2 separate regions of the Hordeum vulgare genome follow, and region 2 is linked to region 1. A link is a contact called in public Hi-C data. All regions are on one chromosome and are shown on one strand. The core of a region is the stretch at or near the end of the contact, and the rest is flanking DNA. Distances in the headings are between cores, read along the strand shown.

The links. A called contact is a pair of places that touch in the nucleus more often than the background predicts.
Region 2: a Hi-C map of seedling shows a contact between it and region 1, with 2.7 times the contacts expected there. The contact joins the promoter of LOC123445719 here to the enhancer-like site in region 1. A contact is called at or near these places in 3 of 6 Hi-C or Micro-C datasets (leaf and seedling).

What each region holds. Positions count from the first base shown.
Region 1 is chr3H:617,505,900-617,509,068 of MorexV3_pseudomolecules_assembly, forward strand. No RefSeq gene overlaps it. Among protein-coding and RNA genes, the nearest start is that of LOC123441197, 25 kb to the left of the region's middle. Within about 2 kb of position 1,347, at least 3 of the 3 cell types and tissues checked have open chromatin away from gene starts, as enhancers often do. A contact at or near this core is called in leaf and seedling, where this site is marked.
Region 2 is chr3H:617,615,404-617,618,473 of MorexV3_pseudomolecules_assembly, forward strand. LOC123445719 (E3 ubiquitin-protein ligase XB3-like) reads left to right here and starts at 1,644. Exons shown (of 2, transcript XM_045122744.1): 1 at 1,644-2,163; 2 at 2,249-3,070. The coding sequence starts at 1,849.

The sequences.
Region 1 (3,169 bases), core at 97-2,596:
AAGCTAGGGACCATACGTCATACGCATGCCATGTCACTTTCGAATGATTCATCATCCATCGGTTGATCCAAAACGTCAATTATTACCTTTGATGGAGGAATACATCTACACCATACATACATGGCTGATGGTCGTCTGCTGTGTGTGTCGCAACACATGGGACAACAACAATGACATCTAAGCTTATTATGTTGTCAAACCCACCGTGACTAGGCCCTTCTCCACCAAAACCATAGCCGACATCAATCCTAGTGTGGAACAATCTGTTTTCGAAGACGAAACACACATAGTGTGGAACAATCGCACGGCAGTATATACAAACAAGAAGAAAACGTTAAACTGTTACAACTTGTTGGTTGTGCTTCCTATCACACCCTTTTTTTTCCACTAATACGAAAAGGTTGGGTATCATTCCATCTATAGAAGAAATTAAAGGTGAGTACATTAGGTGATATAATGGATGGAATGAATGTATGAGGCGTGAATATGATGCGCGGAACAGAGAGACATGGGATGCTCCGTCCAAACGAAAAAACAACACAACTAAACTCGCCGCCCTGGGAAGCATCCCAAACCAAAGAAACATAACGGCTAACATCTCTAAATCTACCATCAAGGATACCACGAGCAAATAAGATAGCGCCTTCACGAAGAAGAGCGCCGCCGAGGCGCCACTGCCATCCGATCCAAAAACCCAAACGTAGGGTTTTCACTAATGCTCGAAGACGGGATACTTGAAGAGGGGGCACATATAGCAGCACATACAGCTTCAAGAAGGGATGGCACCTACGGGTGTCGCCGCCGTTGCTAGCATCAAACTGTCGAGAAAGAATTTGGCCAAGCTAGAAAACGGCTTATAGACTAATGTGAGATGACTAGACATCTTAACTAATTGGTTAATCTGCAGGCTAAGTCAGATTAATTAGCCTGGCCCTATCCACTTGGGCCCTCATTCAGAAAACCATCATCCATCCACTGCTAGATGAACTCAAAGATTTTTCAGTTAGGACGGGCACACGTACGTATATACCGGGACCCATTTCATGACGACCCTCATTCAGAAAACCATCATCCATCCACTTCATGACGACCCTCGCACAGAAACAATTTGTTTGTGTTGTTACTGTTAGCTATAGTTCTTTTCTTTTTGTCGAAAATATCTGTGTTTTTTGATTCGCGGACATCTTGGACCATAGATATACGCCATGTCATTTTCGGATGATTCATCCATAAGCTGATCCAACTTGAATTATTAAAGAAAAGCATTATTGTGCTGGTGGGCTATACACCATGCACACATACATGTCGACTGGTGATTTGACGTCCATGTCGCAGCTCATGGGACGTGGTACGACAACGATAGATAAGCTACCCGCTATCATATAATGGGTCAAGAACAATTTGGTAGTCCACGTCTTCTTGCAAGTTGCACATTACATTACAAACAAGAAAAGTGGTTAATCGGTACTCAATAGTATGTGCTTCCTCTCACCTTACATCCCGTGTGTGTCGGCGGCATGCTTGTGCCATGTACTCACAACATTTCTAAATATAAGGTTCTTTAGATATTTCAATATCAATTACATACGGATACATATAGACATATTTTAAAACATAGATTCATCAATTTTACTTCGTTCATAGTTCAGATTAAAAACTCTAAAAGGACTTACATATATTTATGAATGGAGAGAGTATGTACACGTGGAACGCGCCGATTCGAGAGAGAGGAGCCGCAGGCTCCCGACACCCCCGCTCCCTAGGATTCCCCCTCCCTCCCCCGCCGCCGGCCGTCCTAGCCCCCCCCCCCCCCCCCCCGCCGCCGCCAGCCGTCCCCGCCCCCTTCCCCTCTCCCCCTCCCGGATCCGCCCCGTGTCGTCTCCCCAGGAGGTGGCCGGGGCGGCGCGAGCCCCTCCCCTCTTCGGCTTCCCTCCAATCCCCTTCCCTCCCTGCCGCCGCCGATGGCCGCCCCCGACGCTTCGCCGGGCGGTGTTGGCGGCGGCGGGACTGCCTGTCCCCCCGCGCGCGGCTCCCTCCCCGGGGCATGGGGGCGGCAGCGGTGCTCCTCGGCTCGACGATGGTCCGGCGGCCCGACAGTAGTGGCCGGCGACGCGCGAGGTGGTGGTGTTTCCCCTTTGCGATGAGACGGCGTGGTGACGCAGGTTGGCCGGTGGCGCGCCCCCGGCCCAGATCTGGGCCCTGTGGGTCCCAACTGGGTCCTAGCGGGCCGACTCCCGGCGTGGCTTCATTGTCGTATGTGTGGTGAGGAGGAGGAGCAGCTCCGACGCGAGGGGGGGCGACGCCGAAGGCGCGCCTGTTGCAGCGCGATGGCGGGAGCTTTACGGGCGTGGAGAGCCCGGCCGGGCCTATGGGCCCACGTGCCTGGTATGCTCCTGCTATTGTGCCCAGTCGGCTACCGTCTTCGACGGTGGAGGTTGTACCCTCCCACGGGCCGACTGTGTTGCGGCCCCTAGTCCCGGCTCCTATTGTTGGAATTATGCCCTAGAGGCAATAATAAATATAGTTATTATTATAATTCCTGTGTCAAGATAATCGTTTATTATCCATGATATAATTGTATTGAATGAAGACTCATTTACATATGTGGATACATAGCCAAAACACCGTCCCTAGCAAGCCTCTAGTTGGCTAGCCAGTTGATCAAAGATAGTCAGTGTCTTCTGATTATGAACAAGGTGTTGTTGCTTGATAACTGGATCACGTCATTAGGAGAATCACGTGATGGACTAGACCCAAACTAATAGACGTAGCATGTTGATCGTGTCATTTTGTTGCTACTGTTTTCTGCGTGTCAAGTATTTATTCCTATGACCATGAGATCATATAACTCACTGACACCGGAGGAATGCTTTGTGTGTATCAAACGTCGCAACGTAACTGGGTGACTATAAAGATGCTCTACAGGTATCTCCGAAGGTGTTAGTTGAGTTAGTATGGATCGAGACTGGGATTTGTCACTCCTTGTGACGGAGAGGTATCTCGGGGCCCACTCGGTAATACAACATCACACACAAGCCTTGCAAGCAATGTAACTTAGTGTAAGTTGCGAGATCTTGTATTACGGAACGAGTAAAGAGACTTACCGGTAAACGAGATTGAAATAGGTATACGGATGCTGACGATCGAATCTCGGGCAAGTAACATACCG
Region 2 (3,070 bases), core at 394-2,893, 110 kb after region 1:
GGGTGCGTTCGCACCCGAGAGCACCGATGTATTAATCTTTGCCTCAGCCCCTGCTATACCTAGGCCCGGCCCCAAAATACAAGGCCTAGGCCCTATGGGCTGGGCTTGGGCTTGAGTTTTGAGCCCATCAGCGGGGTCGGGCCGGGTTTGGGCTTGACATGTTGGGATTTTAAGGAAGAGGCCCAGCCTATCACCCCAAGCCCGACGGGATTTTCAATAAATGGGTCGGACTTGGGCTTCAAAGTAGGGCTGATGACAGGGCCTGGGCCTCAGTTTTTTGTCATGGGCTTTTTAGGGCCCGACGCAAGCCCGATCCAGACCGGCCCATGGCCAGATATAGCCCCTACTTTAGCTGGACCCTGCCGCCTAGGAGAAGAAAATCACCCCCTAGCCTCCATCCAAAACGGGTAATGTGGCGAAAATATCTGATATGTACCAACTCGGGAGCATCGTCCTTGTCTAGTTGATTCCTAGTCATCGTAAACCTTCGGATCTTTCGACGTTGTCCAATACATGAAAGACCGTCGGCCAACCTCGCAACTCGTCACCTCTTTCTTGCACGCACCATTCTTTGTTCTCCCCCAACCCTGCCCGTATGAGGTCAGCGCCTCCACCGTTGGCCGCCTTCCGTGTGTCCCCTCCACCTTTCGGAGCCGGCTGTCAAATTCTGTCGCACGATCACCAATGCAGGTTGCGACAATGGCGATGAGATTTCGACCTTGCCCCATATCATACCATCGCCGACATCCTCCACATAGCTAAGACAACACGAGGTGGTAGGAGCACTGCGACATGAGCGAAAATAAGCGAAGGTGGTAACAGTGGGATGGAGAATGAGGAAAAAAGAAGACCACTAACTGGCCGGTCAGACATGCCATAAGAAAAGAGGGGGTGAAGACTATTGTTGAAGTTGGTGACAAATTTTTGGGCTCTCAAATTGAGGACTACACTAGTTTGTAAGCTAGGGCTATTGCTAAAAATGCATAACCTCTCAATGAATTATGACTCGAGAGAAAGTTTTAATCTATACAATACCAATCATGACACTACAAAAAACACGAGAAGTAACAAAAAAAAAACCAAATTCGTGGACCATCCAGTCACAACGAGCCGAAGGTGCGTCCACAGGGCTAAATTCAAAATGAATTTTTGAATAATTCAAAATTTAAACTTTTCTATTTTAAAAAAATCTGAAAAAAATATGAAAGTAAAGAAGGATGTTATGCGTATGTGTGCAAAAATTTAGGATGAAATACCTTGAAATACGATCTACACAAAAAAGACAAATTCATGACCTGAAATGATGAATAGTGTCATGTGTAAAAAAGCCTCAGATTTGTCTTTTTTGCATAGCCCTCATTTTAATGTATTTTTTTCTAAAAATTTACACACATGTGTTAAGCCTTCACTAATCCCTGTATTTTTTTTTCAGAATTTTTTGGAATGTAAAATTATGAATTTTCATGAAATTTTGAGTTTCAAATTTAAAGTGCTCCATGGAGCTCGGGAGCCAAAAGCAATTTCCGTTAGAATTGGACAAAACAATGGAGCAGTAACAAGTAAGATGTCCATGTCTCATCATCAACAAAAACAAAAACAAGTAGAAAAGGCAAGGAAGAAAATATCAGGAGAGAAAAGAAAGGAGAATGGCGTCCAAGTGGGATGGTGTGGAAGTCAAGGCACAAAGTTCCAACCACACCCTGAATAAAAGCCCACGCACACTCTGAATCCCGGAGCTGAGCTCCTCCTCTTCCTCCTCCCACCGGCGCTCCGTACCACCCACCCACCGCACACCCACCCACCTCTGACCTCGCCGGGGACGGCCGGAGGAGGAGCCGGAGCCGATCGATGGGGCACGGGCTCAGCTGCAGCCGCGACGGCGACGAGCACGACTTCTTCCGCGCCGCGCAGGCCGGCGACCTCGACGCGCTCGACGGCCTCCTCGCCGCCGACCCGGCGCTCGCCCGCCGCGCCACGCTCTACGACCGCCTCACCGCGCTCCACGTCGCCGCCGCCAACGGCTGCCTCCCGGCCGTCGACATGCTCCTCGCCCGCGGCGTCCGCCCCGACGTTGTCGACCGCCGCAAGCGCACCCCGCTCATGCTCGCCGCCACCCACGGCCACATCGACTGCGCCCTCGCCCTCCTCCGCGCCGGCGCCAATGTCAGTGATACCTTCAAAGCCCAACTCTTTTCCTTTCCTCCATGGATTCCGGTTTGCTGACTCTGATTGAGTTTCGATTTACCAGATTCTGATGTTCGACTCGGTGAACGCGCGGACGTGCCTGCACCACGCGGCGTACTACGGCCACGCCGACTGCCTGCGGGCCATCCTCGCCGCGGCGCGCACCACGCCGGTGGCCGACTCGTGGGGCTTCGTGCGATTCGTCAACGTCCGGGACGAGCACGGCGCCACGCCGCTGCACGTGGCCGCCAGGCAGGGCCGGCCGGAGTGCGTGCACCTGCTGCTCGAGAGCGGCGCCATCGTCTCCGCCCCCACGGGATCCTACGGCTTCCCGGGGAGCACGGCGCTTCACCTGGCGGCGCGCGGCGGCAGCCTGGAGTGCGTCCGGGAGCTGCTGGCGTGGGGTGCCGACCGCGTGCACCGGGACTCAGCGGGCCGGATCGCGTACTCGGTGGCGACGAAGCGCGGCCACGGCGCGTGCGCTGCGCTGCTGAACCCGTCGGCGGCGGAGCCCATGGTCTGGCCATCGCCGCTCAAGTTCATCGGCGAGCTGGGGGCGGACGCGAGGGCGCTCCTTGAGGCGGCTCTGGCCGAGGCGAACCGGGAGCGGGAGAAGAAGATCCTCAAGGGCACCAATTACACGGACGCCTCGCCGGCGCTCTCCGACGCCGGTGGCGACGACGACGCCGACGACGTGGACGACCAGGAGGACGAGGAGGTGTGCAGCATCTGCTTCGAGCAGGCGTGCAGCATCGAGGTGGAGGACTGCGGGCACCGGATGTGCGCCGCCTGCACGCTGGCGCTCTGCTGCCACAGCAAGCCCAACCCGGCCACGCTCACGCTGCAGCCGCCGGCGTGCCCCTTCTGCCGCAGCTGCATCTCCCGG